2 separate regions of the Hordeum vulgare genome follow, and region 2 is linked to region 1. A link is a contact called in public Hi-C data. All regions are on one chromosome and are shown on one strand. The core of a region is the stretch at or near the end of the contact, and the rest is flanking DNA. Distances in the headings are between cores, read along the strand shown.

Region 1 (5,361 bases), core at 32-2,531:
TACACAAGATGAGGAATGCCACTCTATCACAGCACAATTGTATAGATTTTGTCAGACTTGTTCTGGCACGGCTAAAGCTGAGAATAGTTTAGAACGGCAAACTGGTGTTCCCTACTTGCATACATTCATCTGAATGATGCTAACCGGTAACTCTGGCAGACTTGTCAAACAAAAAAGACACAACACAGGCTACACAGCAATACTTCTTAAAAAAAAAAACTGCTGATTGGCAATCCTTGATTGGGGAGATGGAATCAATCATTGGCGGGCGTACATTTTTCATGCGGCAGGACGGGCAGTGATGTGGAGAAGATGCTGGTGTCGTCTCCTCCTCGAAGGCCATTGGGGGCGTTGGTGGCCGGCGGCGGTGCTGGCGGAGGGACTCCCCACGGGCTGCTGCTGCTGTAACCTGGCGCCGCCTGCTGCCGCTTCTTGACGGCGAGCGGCACGGCGAAACCTGTCATACATAGAAAGGGAAAGGCAAAAGCAGAGACATTAATTTCAGATGGTGATGCAGGACAGAGAGGAAAGACATTGAGGGATAGAGGAGGCGGCAGACCTGGTGGGCTGAGGGGTGCGGGTGATCGGTCCATCACTGCATTCGGCACCTGCAAGCAAGTAAATGAGCTAAATTTAGCATGCAAGCAGTTATGCCTGCCTGTGAATGGGAAGGAAAACGGGAGCATGTAAGCAGGATTGGTGGGTAACTCAAGTACCGGGTCAAAGGAGGAGTGTATTTGGGAACTGGATAAGCACTACTAGATGAGATGAAGCAACCAACTTTGACCCTACACATCCGACGATCAATCAATCAATCAATCAATCAACCTAATATAATCCAATCTAATAGAGTATTAATCTAATCTATGAGGGTGCGGCGGCGTCAACGATCCGAACCAACCAAGCAGATGAAGAATAGAGAGAGGCGAGTAAGGGAGGTCCATGGAGGGGGAGGGAGTGAATGAATCAAATCAGGCAAGAGAAGATTAACTAAGGGAGAAGACGATCAAGAAGAAATAAACCCAGCAAGAACCCAAGAAGAATTGGGGGCGGCCAAGAAGCCGACTGACCTAGCGCCTCCGGCGGAGGGGAAACCCTAGCTGCTGGACTGAATCGGCGGCGGCGGCGGCGGCGGGCGGAGAAGAGAAATCCGTCCACTGGTGCGTGCGTGGCCTCGGTCTCCGTCCGCCCCGGGCGTGGTGCGTCTGCGTTGGTTGGCGCGATGAGAGGAGAGGAGAGAGGAAGATGGGGAAAGAGAAACACAAAGCCCAAATCTTTTCTTTCTTTCTTGCGCTCTCCTCTCTCTTGTTTTTTTATACTCCACTGCTCCAGAGAAAAATAAAAATCGGTTCTTTATTTCACTACTGATGGTCCAACGCAATTGGTACTAGTAGTAGTGAACGCCGAGGAGATAAAACATTATACACTACTGATGGTTATCCATCCACAAAACAAAATAATCCACTGGATAAACATAGAAATGAGTTTTTTGTTTTTGTTTTCCTATGGGGGAGATTATTTATTTATATGGGAAGAAGTAGTAGTGGGACAGGTATGATTGATGATTGAGGCCATCCATCCTCCACTGCCTCCTCTTGTTTGTCGACTAACAATGGCAGGTAGGGCCTCCGGCACCTGGGAGCCCACGCGTCAGCCCTTATGGGTGCACCACCTGTTGGTCAATCTCTCATCAGCTAGTGGCCAAGCGGAGACGAGGCCCACAAAAGTCGGGAGGCGGGCGGGCCCACGAGGACGATGCCGGGTTGCGGGCCCGGCCTGTCGGTCCTTCCTTCCTTCCTTCCTTGAAGAGCGCATTCATAGGCTGGATTGGACCGGCGCCTCGCGTCCGCCTCGTTTTCTTTTTCTTATTTTTATAATGAATGAGAAAAAAAGAACTGTCTCATCCTCCAATTTCTTTTTAACACGATACCTATGCAAACGCTGATATAAACTCCAAGAATGTCATTACATTTACGTCCCATACGACTCTAGAGGTATAATTAGTACCTAATCCAAATTGTTGTTTCGTGTGAAATTTTGCCTTCTCTAGCTCCGCCTTCGTAACCTCCTCCTTCGGAGACCCGGCAAGCGTAGATGCCCACCTCCACGTCACCGTCAAATGATTATTCGGGTGAAGCTTGGCATCGACGCAAGGGGAGGAGTGGTGGCCTTCCTGGAACCAGAGCGACGACGACCTCACGTGCACTACTCTTCGTCGCTGCCGATGATGCCCGCCGACGTGCCAACTTCATTCGGCGCGACCTCGGTCTTGTCCTCCTCCTCGCCGTCGGTCTCGCAGAACGACGACACGCCCTCCTCATCATCGTCGTCCTTGGCTGCGGACGCCACCTCCGCCATCCATTGCATGTACCGCCAGCACACAAGGCGAATCTTGCATGAGCGCCTCCTGCTTCGTCAGGTCCTCGTCGCACGCGAACGCCCCGAGCTGCTCCTCCGCCTGCAAATGCTCCTGAAGGAGGAGGTGGTTGTAGGTGGCGTGGGCCTGCGTCTTCCGGAACCGCTCGATTTTCTCCATCAATTTTTGAGTTGCGGCATTTCCTTTCTTTGCAAAGAAAGTTGTCCTGCTTTATAGTAATGGAAAATTCGTGCATTTGGACTGACTCCTCCTTTGATTGATTTATTTATATTCGGATTCCACAAATTCAGAATCTGCCTTGCTACTTGCAGTTTTATTTTCACACAAAAGAAGAGAACAAAAAAGAAAGGGATAGCTACAGTCCAATCCATAGGAAGGATGGAATGGAGAAAGTCTTGTGAGGATGGTGATGTGACTTGCGGGCATTTCAAAAGAGCATCCATCAAGCTAAGATGATGATTGCTTTAGGCCATCTCCAACGTCGAGCACTATATTTCCTTTATCTGTTCGTGGACAGGGGATGATCGGTTCCTGAACACGGATTTTAATAGTAGACGCATATATTGCAAATAGTTTTTCAAGAAAGCGAATGTAATTCATGCAAATATGGGTGGATTTCGTACAAACCGGGCGAAAATGATTACATTTTCTACATATTTTTAACTAAAAAGATAAAACTATGTGCAAGCGTACGGTCCCGCGAAACTTCACTCCCACGACACGGATACACTACACTAGTCTAGGACCGACCGCAGTCGATCCCTTTTGTCTTCCTCATGTCTGGTAGCCCCACTCATCGGACTGCCAGGAGCCCCGAAGGCATATTCTTCCCCTTTCCCTACCTCCAGTTAAGTCGCTCGGACGGAGTGGCAAAGGAGGTGCTTCACCCAGAGAGAAAGAGTTGCACCCGTTTTCGTGAAGCGCGGATCTGTGTTTGTTTTGTGGGCGGGGAACGGCGGTGGCCAGCGAGAGAGGACGAGACACGACGTCGGCGACTCATCTGTGGTGGCCATCTTGGGACCAAAGCGGCAGAGGCCTCCCGTGTTCTGCTTTTCCTAGGTGTCATCGATGGTCACGGACGCGCTGTCCACCGACTCGTCCATGCCAGCTATGATGGCCGCTCTGTCGTGCTCCCTCGCGTGCCTCCGTGGAGCAACTCGCCGATGCTCCGCGAGCTGACCAGGAGCGGCAAGTTGCTGAACCACGCGCGGGCTTGGGGCGGCACCTTGCTCCGTCAGGCCAGACGCGGAAGGTGGAGAAGCGAGCTGCAACACTCATATCGCGCGGGCTTGGCGGGCCACACCCAACCGGCTTTTATACCGGAGAACTGTTCTTCCTGCTTGTCGGATTGCATCGAAAGGGTGGAGAAGGAGGATATGGGGAGCAGACTTGATGGTGAGATTCTTGCTCGACATATGACCTCGTTTATATAGAGAGCTGACGAGAGGAGCTTATGCGACGTTGCGTTTAATGCCAACCCACTCATGAATGGATGTGTGGTCGTAATAGATTCCTCGACTTTCAGGCAGGTTTAATGAAGGCGTGTTCAGCCGAACATGCAGCGGGCGGTGCCCTCGGCCAGCACGCCGCTTCAATGGCGGACGCAGTGGGAGGTTGTGTCCGCCTGAGCTGTCTTCAATGTGGAACAACGCACCGCTTCAATGACGGAAGCAGTGTGAGGTTGTAACGCCTGAGCCGTCTTCAATACGGAGCGGCGCGCTCTACAGCAGCATGAGTAATTTGGATAGGTCAAGGCAATCAGAAGAGGGTTTATGAGCGGTCTGAACTCCTACAAAACACATCGACGTTTGTTTCCAGTTTGCAAAAGAAAATACGTATTGTATGACTTTCGCGGTCCGGACAATGCGGTTCATATGCATGTGTAAGGTTTGCAGATCGAAGTTGAAAATGCCCTTAGGGGGTGTTTGTTTTCAAGGACTTTTTGGTGTAGGGACTAAAAAAAGTCCCGAAAAGTCCCATGTGAAACAAACAGGAGGGACTTTTAGGGACTAAAATGATGTATTTGGGACTATTTGAAGAAGTCCCCATGGAAGGGTCTTTTTGAGACTTTTTTGACACTTTTTCCAACAATGCCCTTACTTTTAGCATGTCATTTAATAACTACTCTACATTACTAAGGGTAACATGGTCTTTTTGCATGTCATTTAATGACCTCTAATCCCTATTTAGTCCCTGAAAACAAACGGATAGGGATTAGGGACTTTTAAGTTGAAACTAAAAAAAGTTTCGAGACTTCTCAAATAAATAGGGCCTTACTCATACATGGATGGATGGATGGATAATCGCTTTTGTTTTAGTTTTTGGTATCTCCTTCCTTGTGCTAATAAAGGAGGATAGAATATTCCAAGGATAAGCACGAGCACCATCACTTGTTAACTCGATCCTCTGCTTTTGTCTTGGTTGCGGATAAGCACGACCACCACTTATTAGCATTTGGGATTGCTAATGGCGTGTGAACTCTAATCACCTTGTAGCCATCTAGTAGCACAAGTTACCTACCGCCTGCTGCCTACCGCTATACTAGTACTCCTTCTATCAACTAATAAAAAAACATTTAGATCATATATCTCTGCTCTTGTTTGTTTAAGATCCATCCAGTCAACAATCGACATGCCTACGCTTAGAACATCTACATCTGAAGATAATAAATATAATCTTCTAATGACGTGTTTTCTATTTATTCGTCCATATAGTCATACTTTTTATTTTTTTTTCTCATCTGTCCGGTCACTTGCACGTGATTGATAAAGAGGAAAAAAGAAAAAAAAATGAATAAAGAAAAAAAAAAGATGATCCAGAGTGGAATTGTGTTCTATGTGGCCGACTGACTGAGCGCGTGTGCGAGTCCCTATCCTTTCTTTATATTTGAGATGGATATGAGGGTTTGCGGATAGTCTGAGGGTTTGCGGATAGTCTGAACGTATCAGGATAATACGAGTGGTCCAGTTGAGTCATTTTTTCTC
Region 2 (5,345 bases), core at 2,144-4,643, 72 kb after region 1:
GCAGTGACCTAGAGAAATTCAGAAGATCGACATAACAAAGAGAAGGAAAAAAAGGACCTCATGGCAATATTCAAGAAGAACGCAAGTGCCCGGTGCTTGTTGGCTCTTGTGCTAATGGCTACTGTCATTTCTTCTTGTGATGCGTTTGGCCCATGTACATGCATCTGTGACCTAACCATAAATCATTGTGATTTGTTGTGCGATGCAAAGTTTCTATGTATTTCACAATGTTGAGCTGTATGGATCTTATTGCATCTGGTCGATTCTAAAGCATAACTTGCCATGTTGTAGTCTAGGTATTCTTATAAACAATGCTTTTTTTTGGACATGTAGAAGGAGGATGCTTCATGCATGCCTTTCCCGACATGCGACCCGGACGTGTGCAAGAGTAACTGTGGCAATTTATTTGCCTATTGCAGACATACAATCAAGTTGTCCTACCAATGCTGCTGCGCTCCCAACAAACAGTGTGTCTGCTGACAAGAATAGTCCTCCTTGAGACGAAATCTTGGATCCAATTCTACCCGATTGAATAAAATTTATCATGAGTGAAAAAGTATCGCTCGCGAGATATTTACATATCATGTGAAACTCTAGTGTTTCATTTGGATGTTCATATTCAGACCTCGTGATATTGGGGCCAATATCAATTCAAATTGGACACTGATATTGACATTTAAGAAAAATATATGTTGTTTGGATGTTGATATATTCAGCACTTAGACATTGATATTGAGACCAATTCTAAATCTTCCTTGGATGTTCATACTGTTGACTTGACACTTGGCCTACATGTCATACTCCATAATTTTTCATGATTTTCCGTCCTCTTCTCTTCCGGTGGAACCATCGTCGTTGGCAACTGTACAATCGACATGAAGAAGAGACGAATTGGAGCTTTGCTTGTCTACATGCCCTTCCCCATCCCACGCGACATTGCAACCCCCTCGTTTCTCCACTAATGCTAATGATAGCACCCTTTTTATCACTCCATTTCTTTTTTTGCTAATGTGCTACATCCTCCGCTCACCTCCAACTTTGTCCGCGTGGGTGCACTATGCTCCTCCAACTTTGTCGAGGACGTTGTATCTATGAGCCCACTACAAGGCCAGCCCTCGGGAGAAGGGACCAACAGCACAGAGGGATGTCATGGTTAAGGGCATGATTCATTCTTCTCAAAACCTGGAACCATTGCACTGCTAGGTTTCCATTTCTACACAAATGGCGACTAAAAATTACACAACCCAACACAGCAAAAAGTAGACTGGAGAGTCATGGAAACAGTATGGGCACGTTGCAGGAATGAAGCCTGAGTAGGAGGGATGAATTTTTGGGGATGTCCTATACGGCGCCTTCAATGTGTTGGTCCCTAAAAATCAAAAATAAAAGTTCACAGAATTTGAAACAATTTTCTTCAATTTTTAAAAACAGTTCATTGATTTTGAAAAAAAATCACGAATTTTAAATTATGTTCACCGATTTTCAAAAAAGTTCACCAATGTTTTAGAAACTTCATCGATTTGGAAAAAAGTTCACAGGCTAAAACATAGACCGGATCTCTTAATGGGCCGGCCCATGGAGGAGCGCTGCAAGCGTGAGTTAGCCAAATTTGCCTTTAACCGGTGCTTGTGGCGCTAAATAGGGTTTCTGGAATTTCTGCTCCGTCGTCTTCACACTGTACATTCGTTATTTACCCCCATTAATTGTTAAAATTGTTTGTTTGGAATTTGTGTTGGGCTGTGTCAGGGCAATCCTTAGTGAGGTTTTTTTTAATGGGCTCAATCCAATTATATTTGTACCGTTTTGTGCATATTATTTTTTGCTTCATGTTAATGACAGGCTGACAGCCCAAAAATGTTATAATTAGTAGTCACATGAAGCATCTCTCAAACAAATAAATTACGCAGAGCAATATTATTATCTCTCCTTCATTCCACAATCACGATTACATGTAATTTTCAAGCAGAAGATGCTCCATACTACAGTATTTTTTATCTATGCATATTTTGATCAAAAGTCTAGCCCCATGGTTGTTATGTTGCAGCAGCAGTAGTCGTACATCCTCCCTGACACACAATTCGGCACAAAGTTCTTGAAGTTATTCTTCGAGCAGAAATTGCTGCAAGTCATCTCGTTGCATGGTACGATCCGGTGACAATAATTGCCTGCAAATAAATATTGGTTAATTGTCATACTCCTACATACAAAGTAAGTCAATTTGGAATTAATATGAGAACTAAAACATATATATATATATATATATATATATATATATATATATATATATATATATATACTGATATCTATAACGTTATATTTATCTTGTGCGTATGTTGATGACAAAACTATCATAGCCATGGCCATGACAGCAAGAACTGCAAGGAACATGACCGTGCTATCCTTACTGTGAAGTGCCATCCACCCCATATGTATATAATCAGCGGCTTCTGTTTTGGAAACGTAGCCCCATACGCTAATCCAATGATCCCTGAGGCTCTAATCCAAAGGCGTCATGGTGCTGGTACCCATACCTTGTTATGTAGATGTCACTGTTTTTATTAGTCTAAACATATTTTTATTATAATCAAACAATGTGCATAGGAATACAATGGAGGTCTGGTGTCATGGTGCTGGTACCCATACCTTGTTACGTAGATGTCACTGTTTTTATTAGTCTAAACATATTTTTATTAATCAAATAATGTGCGTAGGAATACAATGGACGTCTGGTGGCTTTAGGAGCCAAATATAATGCCCTAAACCTAACCCGGAAGCGTGTTCCTTGGTAGTTCTTCCTTGGAAAATGAAGGAACACAACTCGAACTGTGTCGTCGTACGTGGTTCCAATCTCCTTCACTATGCTTGAGTAGTAAGTCCCTGTGTGCATCTGTATATATCGTTGATCACATTTTGGCAGTCCGAGGCAATCAACACATGTGATAACAGGAGAGATTCTGTGCAACCGCCAATGACTCCCGGCAAGCCAAAGCTTCAAGGCATGATGCATAAGTTATCCCTGCCATCCAAATATATACTCCCTCTGTCACAAAATAAGTGTCTTAAGCTTAGTACAATTTTGTACTAGAGCTAGTATAAAGTTGAGACAGTTATTTTGGGACGGAGGGAGTAGTAAACTTACCCTAACTGCGAAGATACGAGTGGATGGATGTCGCTGATTTCTTGCTAATCCTAAAACAAGATTCACGGACGAACCCGCACGTTCTCAGCCACTAGCGATTTTCGACAGTTGGATCGAGCTGCTTGATGTAATCTGGATCGTCAGATCGAGATATGAAGGAATTTCGCCCGTCGGATCGCTACCCCATGGATAGTTAAAATACGCCCGAATTCGCTCGCGCTCTCTTTCTCACTTTGTTATTTTCAACCAACGGTCGCTGGCGAGTGGGGTCTCCCTCCTGATGGGCCCACGTGTCATGTGTTGTGCCTGCGTTGTGTCCCGTGCAGCCCTGTCACATCAAGCAGACAAAAAAAAAAGGCAATTTGGATATGTATGTATGTTTTGAACTTGATGGAGTTATCTGTGAATGTGTGTGTCAATATATTGTTGGATATCTATCCATACATTGATGTACTCCTATATATTTTTGTTTCAATTGTAGGGCTGTCACATCAAGCATTAAAAAAAGGCAATTTGGCCTCGAACCCGTGTAGCGATAAGACAATCGGCGTATGTAGCGAAGCCGTATTGTCCAAAAAAATATGCACTTGCCTTATTCTCTCTCCGTTTCTAAATATAAAACCTTTTAGAAATTGTACTATAAACTACATACGGATGTAAATAGACATACTTTAGAGTATAGATTCACTCATTTTGCTTCGTATGTAGTCTTTTAATAAAATTCCTAAAAGGTCTTATATTTTGGAAGAGTACTTGTCCAAACGGTCATGTACGTAAAAACACACTCGGCTTACACAGCCACAAAGACCTCATGTGCACCTGTCGGTTTAGTTATAAGCCTAGTGTTAATTAACCCACGACATATTCGGTTTAGATGTGACACGTGGCAAGTGTGTGAGCCCCTGCCATTGGTAGAATGGCGGCTACTAGCACACGGCTTAGGTATCTGATACCAAATCTGTAATGCAGACTATTATATGTTAGTATCATAGGGTAGCTCATTTATTGTCATGCAAGACACATAGTAACACATTATTTAATATGATACTGTATCATGATATGATACTAAACCCTTTTTTTTTTCATTTAATTTATGCCATCTCATCGAAATTGCATAGTTGGCATGCATGATACTACCTATGATACTATCATTACGGACAACCTTATACATAAGCCGTGAATCTTAGAGAGATCTCAGCTTGTCGTTAACACTCGGCTTACAAGCAGACATGTCCGTTACATGCAGCCGACCGTGATCCCGCTTTGTTCGCCGTAACGTGTGCCACTACTTTATACTCGACTTACCTATACGCCGTATGCCCGACAACTGACGCTCAACTTATGGTCCTTAAGCCGACATAATCTTAGCCGGCCGTGTGCTCCATGCTGAGTGCAACACTCGGCTTGCTGTTCGCCATGGTTAAAACGGCATTTGTCGTGTATGAAACGCACTACACGACTTTGAATATTTTTCCCCATAGTGTATCACAATTCCGCTGATATGATGATCAAACGAACAATGATGATGGGTTATTCGAAGTAGTGTCCAAATTTAACAAAAAGGGGAAAAAGTTGAAATAGGGAAGAGTAAAATTGATAAAGGATTGGTTGATTTAATAGATGATAAAACGCTCATGTGCTGGATATTATTAACGAATATAATTTAGATTTCATTGGAGTTCAGGAAACACGAAAACAAAAGGAAGATAACGGCCATTATTTGGAAACTTGATCCACAATCTAACTTCTCATGGCATTGGTTACTTTCCGAGGGTAGATCCGGAGGGATTCTGTGTGGAAACCTCTCTTTGTGGGAGGAGATATAAATCACGATCATGGAAGCGGAAGAATAAGAAATTGAAGAACAATCGACATAATTATCTTTTCAACACCGGTTTATGATTGGAAGCGGAAGAATAAGAAATTGAAGAACAATCGATATAATAATCTTTTCAACACCGGTTTATGACGTAAAGATGAACCACTAGCTAGATACGAGCACACGATATCGATCATACATTGATGATGTTGTTCATAATAATAAAAAGTTCGATATATAGTCGCTATAAACCATTTTTATTGGGACTGCATTCCAAGCGGCTGGATACAAGAAACGGCAATATTAATGCCGCAAATAACAACTAGCATCGCTAGAGATTCAGGAATAAACACAACAACACAATTTCACATCGTCCGGTTCGGTTTT

The links. A called contact is a pair of places that touch in the nucleus more often than the background predicts.
Region 2: a contact with region 1 is called in a Hi-C map of leaf, with 3 times the contacts expected there. The contact joins the enhancer-like site here to the promoter of LOC123409652 in region 1. A contact is called at or near these places in 5 of 6 Hi-C or Micro-C datasets (leaf and seedling).

What each region holds. Positions count from the first base shown.
Region 1 is chr7H:1,349,260-1,354,620 of MorexV3_pseudomolecules_assembly, forward strand. LOC123409652 (protein MEI2-like 2) reads right to left here and starts at 1,282. Exons shown (of 13, transcript XM_045102511.1): 1 at 1,071-1,282; 2 at 560-608; 3 at 275-457. The coding sequence starts at 593.
Region 2 is chr7H:1,419,393-1,424,737 of MorexV3_pseudomolecules_assembly, forward strand. No RefSeq gene overlaps it. Among protein-coding and RNA genes, the nearest start is that of LOC123410369, 8.6 kb to the right of the region's middle. Within about 2 kb of position 3,394, at least 2 of the 3 cell types and tissues checked have open chromatin away from gene starts, as enhancers often do. A contact at or near this core is called in leaf, where this site is marked.